Linked DNA regions of Oncorhynchus mykiss: region 1 is linked to region 2. Evidence: chromatin contacts called from public Hi-C data. All regions are on one chromosome and are shown on one strand. Each heading gives the region's core, a stretch centred on a gene start, on an enhancer-like site or on the middle of the called end of the contact. The rest is flanking DNA. Distances are from core to core; before and after follow the strand shown.

Region 1 (7,166 bases), core at 753-3,252, 180 kb after region 2:
GGACTCTCTGACCACGAGAAACAAGATTCTCTGGTCTGATGAAACCAAGATTGAACTCTTTGGCCTGAATACCAAGCGTCACGTCTGGAGGAAACCTGGCACCATCCCTACGGTGAAGCATGGTGGTGGCAGCATCATGCTGTGGGGATGTTTTTCAGTGGCAGGGAGTCAGGATCGAGGGAAAGATGAACGGAGCAAAGTACAGTGAGACCCTTGATGAAAACCTGCTCCAGAGCTCTCAGGACCTCAGACTGGGATGAAGGTTCGCCTTCCAAAAGGACAATGACCCTAAGCACACAGCCAAGACAATGCAGGAGTGACTTCAGGACAAGTCTCTGAATGTCCTTCAGTGGCCTAGCCAGAGCCCAGACTTGATCCTGATCGCACATCTCTGGAAAGACCTGAAAACAGCTGTGCAGCGATGCTCCCCATCCAACCTGACAGAGCTTGAGAGGATCTCTAGAGAAGAATGGGAGAAACTCCCCAAATACAGGTGTTCCAAGCTTGTAGCGTCATACCCAAGAAGACTCGAGGCAGTAATCATTGCCAAAGGTTCTTCAACAAAGTACTGAGTCAATATGATACATTTGCAAACATTTCTAAAAACCAGTTTTTGCTTTTTCATTATGGGGTGTTGTGTGTAGATTCATGAGGAACAGTTTTTATTTAAGCCATTTTAGAATAAGGCTGTAACATAACAAAATGTGAAAAAGTCAAGGGGTCTGAATACTTTCCGAATGCACTGTAAATAACATCTCAAATGTATTGTGTCCTATCTGATACAAATTGAAACAACAACACACACTATAACTTGCCGTTGTGGTATGGAGTAGCCTTGTGGTGCTTACCAATAGGCTCCATATAAAGTCTAATTAAAAACTGTAAAAAATCATCAGTAAATGTATAATAAGTAAATAATAGGCCTAAATATGAAAATACAAACCATGTAATAGGAAGCCTAAAAGACATGCATCTTTACACTATGCACACATACAGTATATACAGGGATGTTATTGATAAGCCTGTCTTTACCAAACCTCTGATTGCCTGCACTCTTAGAAAAAAGAGTTCCAAAAGGATTCCTTGTCTGTCCCCAGGTAGAACCCTCTGTGGAAAGAACCAACATGGGTTCTTCAAAGGGTTCTCCTATGGGGACAGCCTAAGAACCGTTTTAGGTTCTAGATAGCACCTTTTTTCTAAGAGTGTGGGGACTGAAAGGTCTATCAATAACCTTCCAGGTGTTGTGCCGAAAATCTCCCCCCTGCCCGAATCGCCCCTTCTAATTTCCTTAATTTTGTGGCTAGTCAGGCGCGGGCGCTGAAGGGTGGGGGTGGGGGGGGGGAGCCAAACCGAAAACTGCAGACAAAAATGCTTTCTGCTACTAAGATCAGTGAAATGTAGACTAAACTGACAAAGGAGTGAAGAGCAGAAATCTCAACTAGCAAGCAAGTCGCATCAATGAAGAACGCGAAGAGGGGGGATGATTGTGGCAGGGGGGGATATTTCAGCACATCAACCGTACCGGTTATAACTCACACCACCAAGTGTCTGTTTTGCAATAACGCAAAAAAGACGCTTTCCGAATCCTGGTCCTTTGTAGCCCTCTCATACATTCTCATTAGTCTCACCACTAATGTTTTACCATCTATGGTTCTTCCAAATGCACTGCCAGGTTGCAGTAACAATAGCCCGCCCGTCCATTCATTCATCCATTCATCTACCGCTATCCACAGCCTACCTAGACTCTGATGTTCGGTCTAGGCAAAAGTGCGTCCTTGCTGTATTTCCATGATACGCAATTGATAACGTTGGCGGCAGGTGCGGTGCCTGGATCAGATGGAGATGCAGCAGTAGCATCGGGGGATGGGTCTTTGCTGCTCTGAGTCCCAAACGGGCCAGACTCGGAGACGGGTCCTGTTTGTTCAATAGGCTACCCCCTACCGGAAGAAGAGGCAGCAACAGCTCAATACCAGGACTTATCCGTATGTCTGCACGCACTGCCCAAGGACAGAGACAGATAGGAGTGTGGTGCGCAACTCTCTGCGTGTGTTCGTGAATGGCGTACCGGACACCCCTGTGGGTCATCGGTTTATTAAAACAAATATATATATATATATATATTATAAGAAATAATTTTGACAGTAACCCTCCAAAAAAGTATTCATAAACATTTTTAATTTCTATATGTAGCCTACTATGAAGCTAAGTATTTGTTTCTTGGGCTTCAAGAATGTGACTCATCAAAGTGCCTTAAGCTTTGGAAAACATATAGGCCTAATTGAACTGATTGAAAGTAAGGGGACATCCGTAAACAAATGCTGTCGTCAAGGCTACACTGGCGCCAGTGCAATAAGTGGAGTTTATGTTTTCAATGCGCATTTCAGACTGAGAGCATAATGCTTCGTTCTAAGGTAGTTCTTTATGAGTTTAGTTTAGAAAATGATCTCTCCGGAGAAGCGACAGTTAGAGAGATGGTTAAAAACAACTTGATTGCCAATGCAACATCAACAACTGGGCAGAATGGAGTGGTGGTTCAAATACAGCAATTCTGCAACATCTTTAATTGAGCCTCCCGCATTCTCCTTAACAACACCTGTTTCAACACGTCACATAAATCGATTAATTGTAGGCATATATGAACTTCTGGGACAGGTCGTCTGTATACTGGACAGCCAATACATTGGAAGATGCAAATATCAGCAGTCCTTTATCTCTGGTATATCTAGTCATGCATCATTCAAGACTACGTTTAAATTGTGTGCTGCTTAATGAACATATAATTCACAAATTAATGCCTCAGGAGGATTTAAGAAGACCAGGGGAGTATCTCAAGTTAGATTTTCATGAATTTACCTTGATTGCAGCCCATGTGTGTAGTTCAACAATAAATAGTGGCTAAATGTATGACTACGTTTTCCTCATTGTTAGACTATTTGATGTATAATTTGTATAAAAAATGTATAAATATAAGCTTAATGTCGGCTGAATAGTGTATAGATAGTAGGCTACACTGCGTAATGAAACAATCCATACTAAGCTAGTGTTTTGAGGGTGGACTGTAGTATTTGGCATTAATAGACGGGTTTTTGCTAAACAACTTTCTATCCAAGCTGGGAGGAGGCTCAAGGATGGCTCATGTCATATAGGTTCAGATAGGCTATACAGGACAGTTGAATAATTAGTATGCTTTGGATCGAACATTTATTTTACAATATGCAATGTTTGAATTTCCAACTTTAAAGATGAACTATGCAAAAAAAATAGTTAGCCTATTTTCAGATTATATGACAAAACAAGAGTTTCGTGTAGAGAATCGTTGTACCATCTAAACCGCTGTGAAATATATTTTCCAAAACCAAAATTGTATTTTCAGATGTTTCGAAGCTGGTGTACAAAACCGAAAGTAAAAGATGCAAAAGGTAACTTAAGCACAGGAAGCGTAGAAATAGCGCATGTAGACCAGATAACCTAGTGGTTAGCGCATTGGGTTAGTTACTGAACGGTTGCTGGATCGAATCTCCGAGCTGACGAGGGGAAAATCTGTCGTTCTGCCGCTGAGCGAGGCAGTTAACCCGCTGTTCCCCGTGCGCCGAAGAAGTGGATGTCGATTATGACAGCCCCCGCACCTCTCTTATTCAGATGTGTTGGGTTAAATGCGGAAGACACATGTCAGTTGAATGCATTCAGTTGTACAACTGTCTAGATATCCCCCTTTCCAGATCTACCGCTTCTTAGACTTGCTTTCAATGAGAATGACATATCTATAATTCACATTTCTATGTGAATTTGGTTGGTTGCCCAAAAAGTTACATATTGTGTAACAGTACAAATTTAGACCGTCCCCTCGCCCATACCCGGGCGCGAACTAGGGACCTTCTGCACACATCAACAGTCACCCTCGAAGCATCGTTACCCATCGCTCCACAAAAGCCGCGGCCCTTGCAGAGCAAGGGGAACTACTACTTCAAGGTCTCAGAGCAAGTGACGTCACTGATTGAAACGCTATTTAGCGCCCACGCTAACTAAGCTAGCCGTTTCACATCCGTTACACTTGCAGCTTTAATTACTGAACAATTAATTACATTTTTGACGTCAGCCAGCAGTCTAAATAATGGCAGCCTTGTGACACCTTGTATAGTTTTGTGAAATGTTAGGCTTAACGTGAGAAAATGAACTCTGACTTTGCAGGGGTCCATAGAAACTGCATTAGGCAAATGCCAGTGTCTTTCTCTTTTTTTAAGTGAAGGGACGGGTTATGGTTGGTTACCAGGGTGTGGTATCACCATTTCCATTTCCTGCAGATGTGTGAGACAGGGTTGGGGTTCATTCTGACTTGGGCTGCAAATTGCTCTTTAATTCTAATTCAATTGAATTTTAATTGGCCACACCCCAAAGTAAAAATATTTTTAATTGAATGAAAGGAAGTCGAATTTAATTAAATTAATTTTAATTTAAATTAATTATTCACCATAGTAATGTTTATTTTGACATCATGTAGCCTATGGTTACCAATACCATTTAGCATAAGGTTGAAACATTACCTTTTTTAAACTCATTAGTGGTCACATTCTAAGATCATGTTGGGGGTTGTCTATGATTATATTATTTAAATAATTTCCCAGAATGCATTAGATCAAACTGCAGTATGGAACGGAACACTAACATCTCATGACAAGGAAAAAAACACATTGAATTATAATCAAGATAGTATGCTATTTGAAATGGTATGTGTATTCATTGCATTAATAAGTGACATATCTTTTTGATAAGATTTGTCAAATGAGACTTTCATGTTTCACATCTCAGTTGAATTGTTTTGAATTAAATTCTACTTCCTACAATTCAAAATGAATTAATTTTAATTAATGATGTGGCCAGTGAAACTTTGCATCTGAAAGTCCAATATCTTGAAAATGTAACTGCTTACATGCAAAACATTTTGGGCCCATATCAACAGTGGACTAATGAAAATATGAACATATATTTTTTTATTTTCCCTTTAATTCATTTTCTTCAGTTCTATAATGATGGCATGTAGTTTTGATGTGGAGCGCTTCTCTCCACTTCCAAGCCCCCCGTGGATTGCTATTCTGGGCATGTCTACTCTAACTACAATCTGTGTCAGCCACCACCTCCTCCCAATTCTCATCCCTCCATCTTCTGTCTGCCCTTATCCCACTATTCCAAACCACTCTCGGTTTCTCTGTGCTCTAGGGCCTTCGCTTTCAATCAATAAAAGGAAATACATTTGCAATATATTCCCATTGAGTAATACACTCAGATCAGTGATAAAGTATTTATTCAGATGTCTCTATAGGTGGCTAGTCTCCTACAATGAGCTGCCCTAGCATAATCCAGCCCTGTTGTTGTTAAGGGAACAGTGGGTGGGCTAGGCTGCAGCATCATGACTGGGGGTGTGAATGGATTAAAAATAGACTGCTATTGTGCTGTTGCAGTATGAACCTATAGTGACCAGGTACAACCACTGAGGGGCAGTGCTGAGTATAGATGAGTCATCAGTGTGCAGCAGGAACCTGTTTGCGTTACACACACACACTATTTATTAGCTTTTATTAATTTTTCTTTAAAACAGAAAATGAACATTTCACAATGACCATTTCTCAAGCAAACCCTCACATAAACCTTTCCAACACCTACAAAAAGGTATCAAAAGTGCTCCATAGTGTCAATACATGTTCTTCTCAAGGTTTTACGTTTTTTCCTCCCTATGATAATATCATCTTATTCTTCTAATAATATTTATACAAATACCACATTTTGTACACGGTAGAAATACACGACCCAAACATCCCACACTTGGAACACTCGCCTCCACCCTCCTACTTCATGCAGTAAACTGGTCTACTCTGACTGGGCCCCAGCTAGGGAACAAAGCAGTGTTACAGTCTGAGGGAGTGTGCAGACGCCTGGCCGATATTACAACACATGAATCATTAAATACCCACTCACCCCACCCAAACACTCATGCTATAACTAACGCCTCATTCCCAAAACCTCTGTACAACCCTCATTAAACACCTTTCGAACTCACAAAACTTTGATACAACATCCACTGATCCTTTGACAAAACTCTCCCCTGTAGCTGCATCTCCAGCCTAAGTGACAGGGTGTGGGAGGGCAAGGGGGGGGGGGGACTGACTCCGAGGCTGAGCTGCAGTAGATCCATTTACACAGGTTTGAATGACACCTGTATGGTCCATTATTCCCACTGCTGAGGCACTGGGCTTTTCTCCTCCGCTCCAATGGGAGGCACTGTCCTCTCCAGGGCCAGTCAGTCTCTGGACTGGTAGAAGAGGATGTAGCCTGACTCAGAGTTCTTGGAGATCTCAGAGGTGAGGCCATAGAACTCCTCTATGGCCTGGGCGTCTATCTTCTGCAGAGGGAAGGAGAGACAACATGGATCAGTGGGTTCGCACAAAACAAAAGGGCGCACACATGTATGTTCTCCCACACACACACGACTAGCTTACCTCTACAATGTCGTCATCAAACAGCAGCCAGAAGTCGTGACTCTTCACAATGGCGATGTAGTGTCCTCGGTTTGGGCCACTGAAAACAAGACAATGCAGTCATGGACACACTCACACTCTTTATGGTCAGTTTGGATACTTTTAGACAACCTTGTAGACACAATACTGACCTCCCACAATGCACCACGACAGCGACCAGGTCGTAGAGTCTCTCAGGATTGGTTGCGTCTCCTGAGGTGTTGAAGAGGCGGAGCTCCAGAGGGAAGACGACGCGATAGGACAGCTTGGTGTAGCGCTGCAGCTGCTCCATGTACTTAAACCTCTTCAGGTGTAGAGCCAGGATCATAGGCAGCTTCTTCACACGCATCCTGGGGGCGCACACACAATACCTTATAGTAGCGATAAAAACTTAGCAAAGAATACTTATGTCCACAACACTGCCAACACTGACCTTTTGTGTGCCTCCTGTTTGCTTCTACATTCTTCACAGTAGTACTTATACTCACTGCAGAGAGTCTCTGTGTTACTAAACCCCCTGGAGGGAGCGAAGGAGAGAGAGATCATGGTACTTGGAGTCACATGGAGAAAGGAGCAATACACAGGTCATTCAGTATGTAATGTGTTATTGTAGTTAGGTGTTGTAGATGTTACCTGAGACAGTGTGTGATGGAGGTG
Region 2 (6,971 bases), core at 3,850-6,349:
AGTTTTTTAATGTTCACAAATTAATCAAATGAAACCCTGATTTGTCTTGAGTCATTAAGTATTTGTTATGGGAATCCTAAATAAGTTCAGGAGTAAACTGTGCTTAACAATTCACATAATAAGTTGCATGCATCCTGTTTGTGTCAAGGTTGTTCGCTACTGGTGGAGAAGTCAGGTGCAGGAGAGCAGAGAGTTGTGAACAGGAGCACACTTTATTAAGGCATTTTCCACTATAATTTGCAAATAAATTCATTAAAAATCCTACAGTGTGATTTTCTGGATTTTTTTTCCTGATTTTGTCCGTCATAGTTGAAGTGTACATATGATGAAAATTACAGGCCTCTCTCATCTTTTTAAGTGGGAGAACTTGCACAATTGGTGGCTGACTAAATACTTTTTTGCCCCACTGTACACTGAACAAAAATACAAAGGCAACAATTTCTAAGATTTTACTGATTTACAGTTCATGTGAGGAAAGCAGTCAATTGAAATAAATGTATTAGGCCCTAATCTATGGATTTCACATGACTGGGAATACCTGTTACGTCCGTCGTAGAAATGAGAACAAAGCGCAGCGTGGAAAGTGTACATCTTCTTTATTTAAAATGAACAACAAAAAACAACAAAAGATAAACGAACATAAAGTTCTGCAGGGCTATACAGCTACTGTGCAAAAACAAGATCCCACAAACTCAGGTGGAAAACAGGCTGCCTAAGTATGATTCCCAATCAGAGACAACAATAGACAGCTGCCTCTGATTGGGAACCATACCCGGCCAACAAAGACATAGAAAACTTGAATGGCCACCCAAATCACACCCTGACCTAACCAAATAGAGAAATTAACAGGCTCTCTAAGGTCAGGGCGTGACAATAACAATATGTATCTGTTGGTCACAGATAACTTAAGAAAATGGGCCTAACAATGGGTCTCAGGATATCATCATGGTATTTGTTGTCCTTAAGCCATTTTGACACAGGTTATTATCCATTTGGAAGATCCCTTTGCGACCAAGCTTTAACTTCCTGACTGATGTCTTGAGATATCCATCATTTTCCTTCCTCATCATGCCATCTATTTTGTGAAGTGCACCAGTCCCTCCTGCAGCAAAGCACCCCCACAACATGATGATACCACCCCCGGGCTTCACGGTTGGGATGGTGTGCTCCGGCTTGCAAGCCTCCCCCTTTTTCCTCCAAACATAACAATGGTCATTATGGCCAAAAAGTACTATTTTTGTTTCATCAGACCAGAGGACATTTCTCCAAAAAGTACGATCTTTGTCCCCATGTGCAGTTGCAAACTGTAGTCTGTTTTTTTTATATGGCGGTTTTGGAGCAGTGGCTTCTTCCTTGCGGCCATTCAGGTTATGTCGATATAGGACTTGTTTTACTGTGGATATAGATACCTTTGTACCTGCTTCCTCCACCATCTTCACAGTGGGCGGCAGGTAGTCTAGTGGCCTAGTGTTTAACACATTGGACTAGTAACCGAAAGGTTGCAAGATCGAATCCCCGAGCTGACAAGGTAAAAAATCTGTCGTTCTGCCCCTGAAAAAGGCAGTTAACCCATTGTTCCTGGGTCGTCATTGAAAATAAGAATTTGTTCATAACTGACTTGCCTAGTTAAATAAAGGTAAAACATTTTTTAATTTAAAGGTCCTTTGCTGTTGTTCTGGGATTGATTTGCACTTTTCGCACCAAAGTATGTTCATCTCTAGGAGACAGAACACGTCTCCTTCCTGAACGGGATGACGGCTGCATGGTCCCATGGTGTTTATACTTGCGTACTATTGTTTGTACAGATGAACGTGGTACCTTCAGGTGTTTGGAAATTGCTCCCAAGGATGAACCAGACTTGTGGAGGTCTACAATTATTTTCTGAGGTCTTGGCTGATATCTTTTGATTTTCCCATGATGTCAAGCAAAGAGTCACTGAGTTTGAAGGTAGGCCTTGAAATACATCCACAGGTACACCTCCAATTGACTCAAATTATGTCAATTAGCCTATCAGAAGCTTCTAAAGCCATGACATGATTTTCTGAAATTTTCCAAGCTGTTTAAAGGCACAGTCAACTTCTGTAAACTTCTGACCCAATGGAATTGTGATACAATGAATTATAAGTGAAATAAACTGTCTGTAAACAATTGTTGGAAAAATTACTTCTGTCATGCTCAAAGTAGATGTCCTAACCGACTTGCCAAAACTATAGTTTGTTGACAAGAAATTTATGAAGTGGTTGAAAAACGAGTTTTAATGACTCCAACATAGGTGTATGTAAACTTCCCAACTGTTTTTACTGTACATGTGTGTGTATATGTGTATATATATGTTGGTATATATAAAAAAAATAAAAATAAAAATATTATTACTATCATTATTGTGTTTTGTGGTTGAGGGGCGGGGCGGGGGGAGGTTGATGGGGATGGTGGAGGTACTGTGGGTGTGCTATTGAGGGTTGATGGGGATGGTGGAGGTACTGTGGGTGTGCTATTGAGGGTTGATGGGGATGGTGGAGGTACTGGGGGTGTGCTATTGAGGGTTGATGGGGATGGTGGAGGTACTGGGGGTGTGCTATTGAGGGTTGATGGGGATGGTGGAGGTACTGTGGGTGTGCTATTGAGGGTTGATGGGGATGGTGGAGGTACTGGGGGTGTGCTATTGAGGGTTGATGGGGATGGTGGAGGTACTTGAGGGTCCTATTGAGGGTTGATGGGGATGGTGGAGGTACTGGGGGTGTGCTATTGAGGGTTGATGGGGATGGTGGAGGTACTGGGGGTGTGCTATTGAGGGTTGATGGGGATGGTGGAGGTACTGGGGGTGTGCTATTGAGGGTTGATGGGGATGGTGGAGGTACTGGGGGTGTGCTATTGAGGGTTGATGGGGATGGTGGAGGTACTGTGGGTGTGCTATTGAGGGTTGATGGGGTTGGTGGAGGTACTGGGGGTGTGCTATTGAGGGTTGATGGGGATGGTGGATGTGCTGGGGGTGTCCTATTGAGGGTTGATGGGGATGGTGAAGGTGCTGGGGGTGTCCTATTGAGGGTTGATGGGGATGGTGGAGGTGCTGGGGGTGTCCTATTGAGGGTTGATGGGGATGGTGGAGGTGCTAGGGGTGTGCTATTGAGGGTTGATGGAGAAGATGGAGATGCTGGGGGTGTCCTATTGAGGGTTGATGGGATGGTGGAGGTACTGGGGGTGTGCTATTGAGGGTTGATGGGGATGGTGGAGGTGCTGGGGGTGTCCTATTGAGGGCGAAGGGAACTATTGGGAAGGGGATTCTTCATGGAGGCACATTCAGTCCTAGTTTTGTTTATTATATTATTATACATTAATATTTTACATTGCTTTAGCCTTACCGAAATCCCCCCCCCCCCCCCCTCCTTCTAATTTATTTAATTTTGTGGCTAGAGTCAAATAATTTCTGCGGCACACATCAGAGTCAAATATTTTCTATAGAACAAACTTCACGTCAGAATAGGCAACCGAAATGAATAATTATTGTATGTGTGTTATATTAAACATAGAGGAAGAAGTCAAATGTAGTCAAGCAATAAACATTTCAGACCAAGATGACGAGTTTACGAATTTTGGCAAATACATTTATTTATAGACAAATACACACTTGAAACAAAGAGCCAAACCGAAAACTGCAGACATTACTAATTCCTCCCCCGCGATCAAACCGACATAAAAATAAAATTAAACGCAGCCTAACGTGATCAGAAATCTCAACTATCACGCAATGAAGAATTGAGTGCGTGCGCGTTCACGCGAAGGGGGGGGATTCTGGCGGGGGGGAGCTGTTCGTCACAACACCTGTGCTGTGTATCCAACAGTTGCGCGCTTCTTGGTTAAATAACTTCCCTTCCTAGTTACCAAGGACGCTATTTTACAGTAGAGCATGATGGGAAATGTAGTCTTCAACATAGCCACAACTAAAGGGTGTAGTGTAGCTAGTGGGAGCTTCAGACAGGGCTGAATAGTGAAAATCAAATTACCTGAAACATAGGCCAACTATTCATCATGTCCCCAAATAAAAATATAAACAATGTAAATAAATTGCATAATTTGTCTTAATTATGGAAAAAAAATGTATACTGTCATGTGTACTAATAGTTAAAACCACCAGATGGCAATGTCATCTAACGAATGATTTTCAACTTCACTAATGTTTCAAATGTGCTCGATGATCGAACAGTATACCCACACATACAGTGGTGTAAAGTACTTAAGTAAAAATACTTTAAAGTACTACTTAAGTAGTTTTTCGTAGGGTATCTGTACTGTACTTTACTATTTATATTTTTGACAACTTTTACTTTTACTCCACTACATCCCTAAAGAAACGCAGTTATCAAGAGATCATGGTGGACTCATTAAACACAAATGCTTCCTTTGTAAAGATGTCTGAGTGTTGGAGTTTGGTCCAGGCTATCCATAAATTAGAAAAACATCACAAATCTTGCCATCTGGGTTGCTTCAAATATGGCATTTGAAATTACATATACTTCTAAATTGGATACTTATGTATATTTTAGCAAACACATTTACTTTTGATACATAAGCATATTTAAAACCAGACACTTTTAGGCTTTTACTCAAGTAGTATTTTACTGGGTGACTTTCACTTTTGCTTGAGTCATTTTCTATTAAGGTATCTTTAATTGGGTACTTTTCCCGTCACTGTACACATAGCATAATGAGGCCTATACCATAACTACTTTTGTAATTTTCTAGCTCTAGTAGAATACAACTTATTCCCAAGACCATGAACACTGAGCATGCAATAAGTAGGTAGGTAATGAGTTAGCATTCACTTGATAGGGCCTATTAATATCCAACTATGTGTGTGTGTGTGTGTGTGTGTGTGTGTGTGTGTGTGTGTGCGCGCGCGCGCGTCTTGGCCATAGTTTGTATGCACACAATTCAGTTTAAGGTGATAATGTATGAGTGAGAGCTACTCTCGGCCAGCAGTCAATACGTCCACTCCATTCAACAATCGGGCCTTCCATTGTGCGCGCAGGGGTCCCAAGGGGGTAACCACACCCAACACCGCACGGGGGCTACCCTCGGAAAGCGGAGGGGCTCTTCAGAACTGAGCGCAGTGACACTTGTTCACACTGACAACTGGCTGGCTGGCTGAGCACTGAAAAGTCTAGGAACATGTCAGTGACCAATGCGCAAGCGGAAGTTTAACTGTTGCCCACCTTTCATTGAAACTGGACACGCTGGTTCGAAGCACTCTCGCCCTAGATGGACTCGGACTGGGAGGCAGTACTGTATGAATGGGTGCAAAATTGATATCTCTTGCACAGATCTTTCTGACGTAGACTATCCACAAGAAACCGTGAATAACGTGCTCTTTTCGAATTTAGTCTCATGGTCTAGTTTCCTATATGTTAGTCTACTGTAGAAACGTTTGGAGGAGTTAATCGACATGCATTAGAAGAGGAGAAACAACTTGCTGGGCTGGTGAACTGGACAGAAGAAGATTTCGCGAGGACACTCGCAGGGCGCGTATGGATTACATGTAAAACCAGTGTTGGTTTCGCTGCTATTTGGGGGAAAGTCATCCGAGAAGTGCATTTTCAGGAGACCATGGACAGCCTCGCTTCCGTGCTAGAGGGATTCGGTTCAGCCTGGATTGATGTTTCCCGGGACTCGAAGAGCTCACAGCCGTGGAATGGAGAGTGAAATAAGCTCTATGAAAAAATAGGCTATTTATAATATTGGTGTGAAATGTATTTATGTTCTGGGTATCATGGTTTATTTCCCCAACAATCGTAAATAAACTACTTGGAATCTAGTGATACACTTCGAATAGATACTTTTAAAAGGAGCGCTTTGGTGACACATGTATGGATCTATTGAATTAGGCTATGCACGGAATTCAACTGTCAAATGACAGTTTTAAAGACGTTTTGTTTTGTTTCCACTTTGTCGCCACTATCTCTTTAATTTCATCCATCCACCGTATCACTCCATTAACCAGGTTAGAGCCGTAGAGAAAGATAAATAAACCCCCTGTCTCTTATAGCGCGCCCACACGGGTACAGGGGTCGGGATGTGGGGTGGCCGAGGTCTCCCAATGTCTGTCACCGTGGTTGTAACTCTACTCCTGGTTATTATTGACGTTAAGGCGAGTGGAGAATACTGTCACGGTTGGCATGACACCCAGGGCACCTGGAGAGAGGGCTTCCAGTGCCCGGAGAAGTTTGATGGTGAGGATGCCATCATCTGCTGCGGGAAATGCGAGCTCCGGTACTGCTGCTCCAGCACTGACGCACGACTGGACCAGGGGACTTGTGAAAACGACAAGCAAGCCCAGGAACCGGGCACCAACAGCAAGGAGAACAAGGATACGGGCGCAGGTAAGAACTCTGTCTCTCTGTCTGGCCCAGCACGGTCAGCTTTAGGGGCCATAGCAGCTCTGCCTTAAGGCTGCACAGCTCTCATTGTCTGCTCAAAATTATAATGTATTTTATAAATTAGATTTCATACTGGTCTAGTTGAAATTGTTTAACTTAATTGTTATACACCAGCAATATTGCATTTCCAAGTAGTTGAGAGCGAGACAGAAAGTGTGGGCCTAATTGCCTAAGTTTAAATGTTAGGCTACACTGGCCCAAGACTAGAACAAATGACACAGGTCTAATTTAAGTTGGAGGTATGGGGTTCTTCATTATTTCAAACATTTCGGTATGTTCTAGTTTTTCCAAACACTATCTCTATCTGGGATCTTAACAATCGCTTCAGTTGGCAGCGACAGCTGCAGAGGAGTTTGCCTGGCTACCCAGACTCCCTACTCCGGCCAAACGCTACGCCACGCCCACGGATATTAGTTTCTTCTCTGTAACGAGTCTGGATCCGAGTACCCCCAACGCTTCACCAAACGTGAAAACATTCGGGGCAGTCTGATTGGTCAAGGAACCGATGGGTTGGGCCAGAGCCAGAACACACTTGTGTAA

The links. A called contact is a pair of places that touch in the nucleus more often than the background predicts.
Region 1: a contact with region 2 is called in a Hi-C map of liver, with 4 times the contacts expected there. The contact joins the promoter of LOC110489670 here to the promoter of LOC110489673 in region 2. A contact is called at or near these places in 2 of 3 Hi-C or Micro-C datasets (blood and liver).

The regions. Positions count from the first base shown.
Region 1 is chr15:15,086,207-15,093,372 of USDA_OmykA_1.1, forward strand. LOC110489670 (G-protein coupled receptor 12-like) reads right to left here and starts at 2,003. Exons shown (of 2, transcript XM_021562424.2): 1 at 1,739-2,003. The coding sequence starts at 1,857. It overlaps LOC110489668 (ubiquitin carboxyl-terminal hydrolase 12), which reads right to left. Exons shown (of 9, transcript XM_021562421.2): 5 at 7,143-7,166; 6 at 6,943-7,026; 7 at 6,662-6,859; 8 at 6,492-6,570; 9 at 5,555-6,394. The coding sequence ends at 6,293.
Region 2 is chr15:14,900,278-14,907,248 of USDA_OmykA_1.1, forward strand. It overlaps LOC110489673 (protein shisa-2), which reads left to right and starts at 5,100. Exons shown (of 2, transcript XM_021562427.2): 1 at 5,100-6,374. The coding sequence starts at 6,068.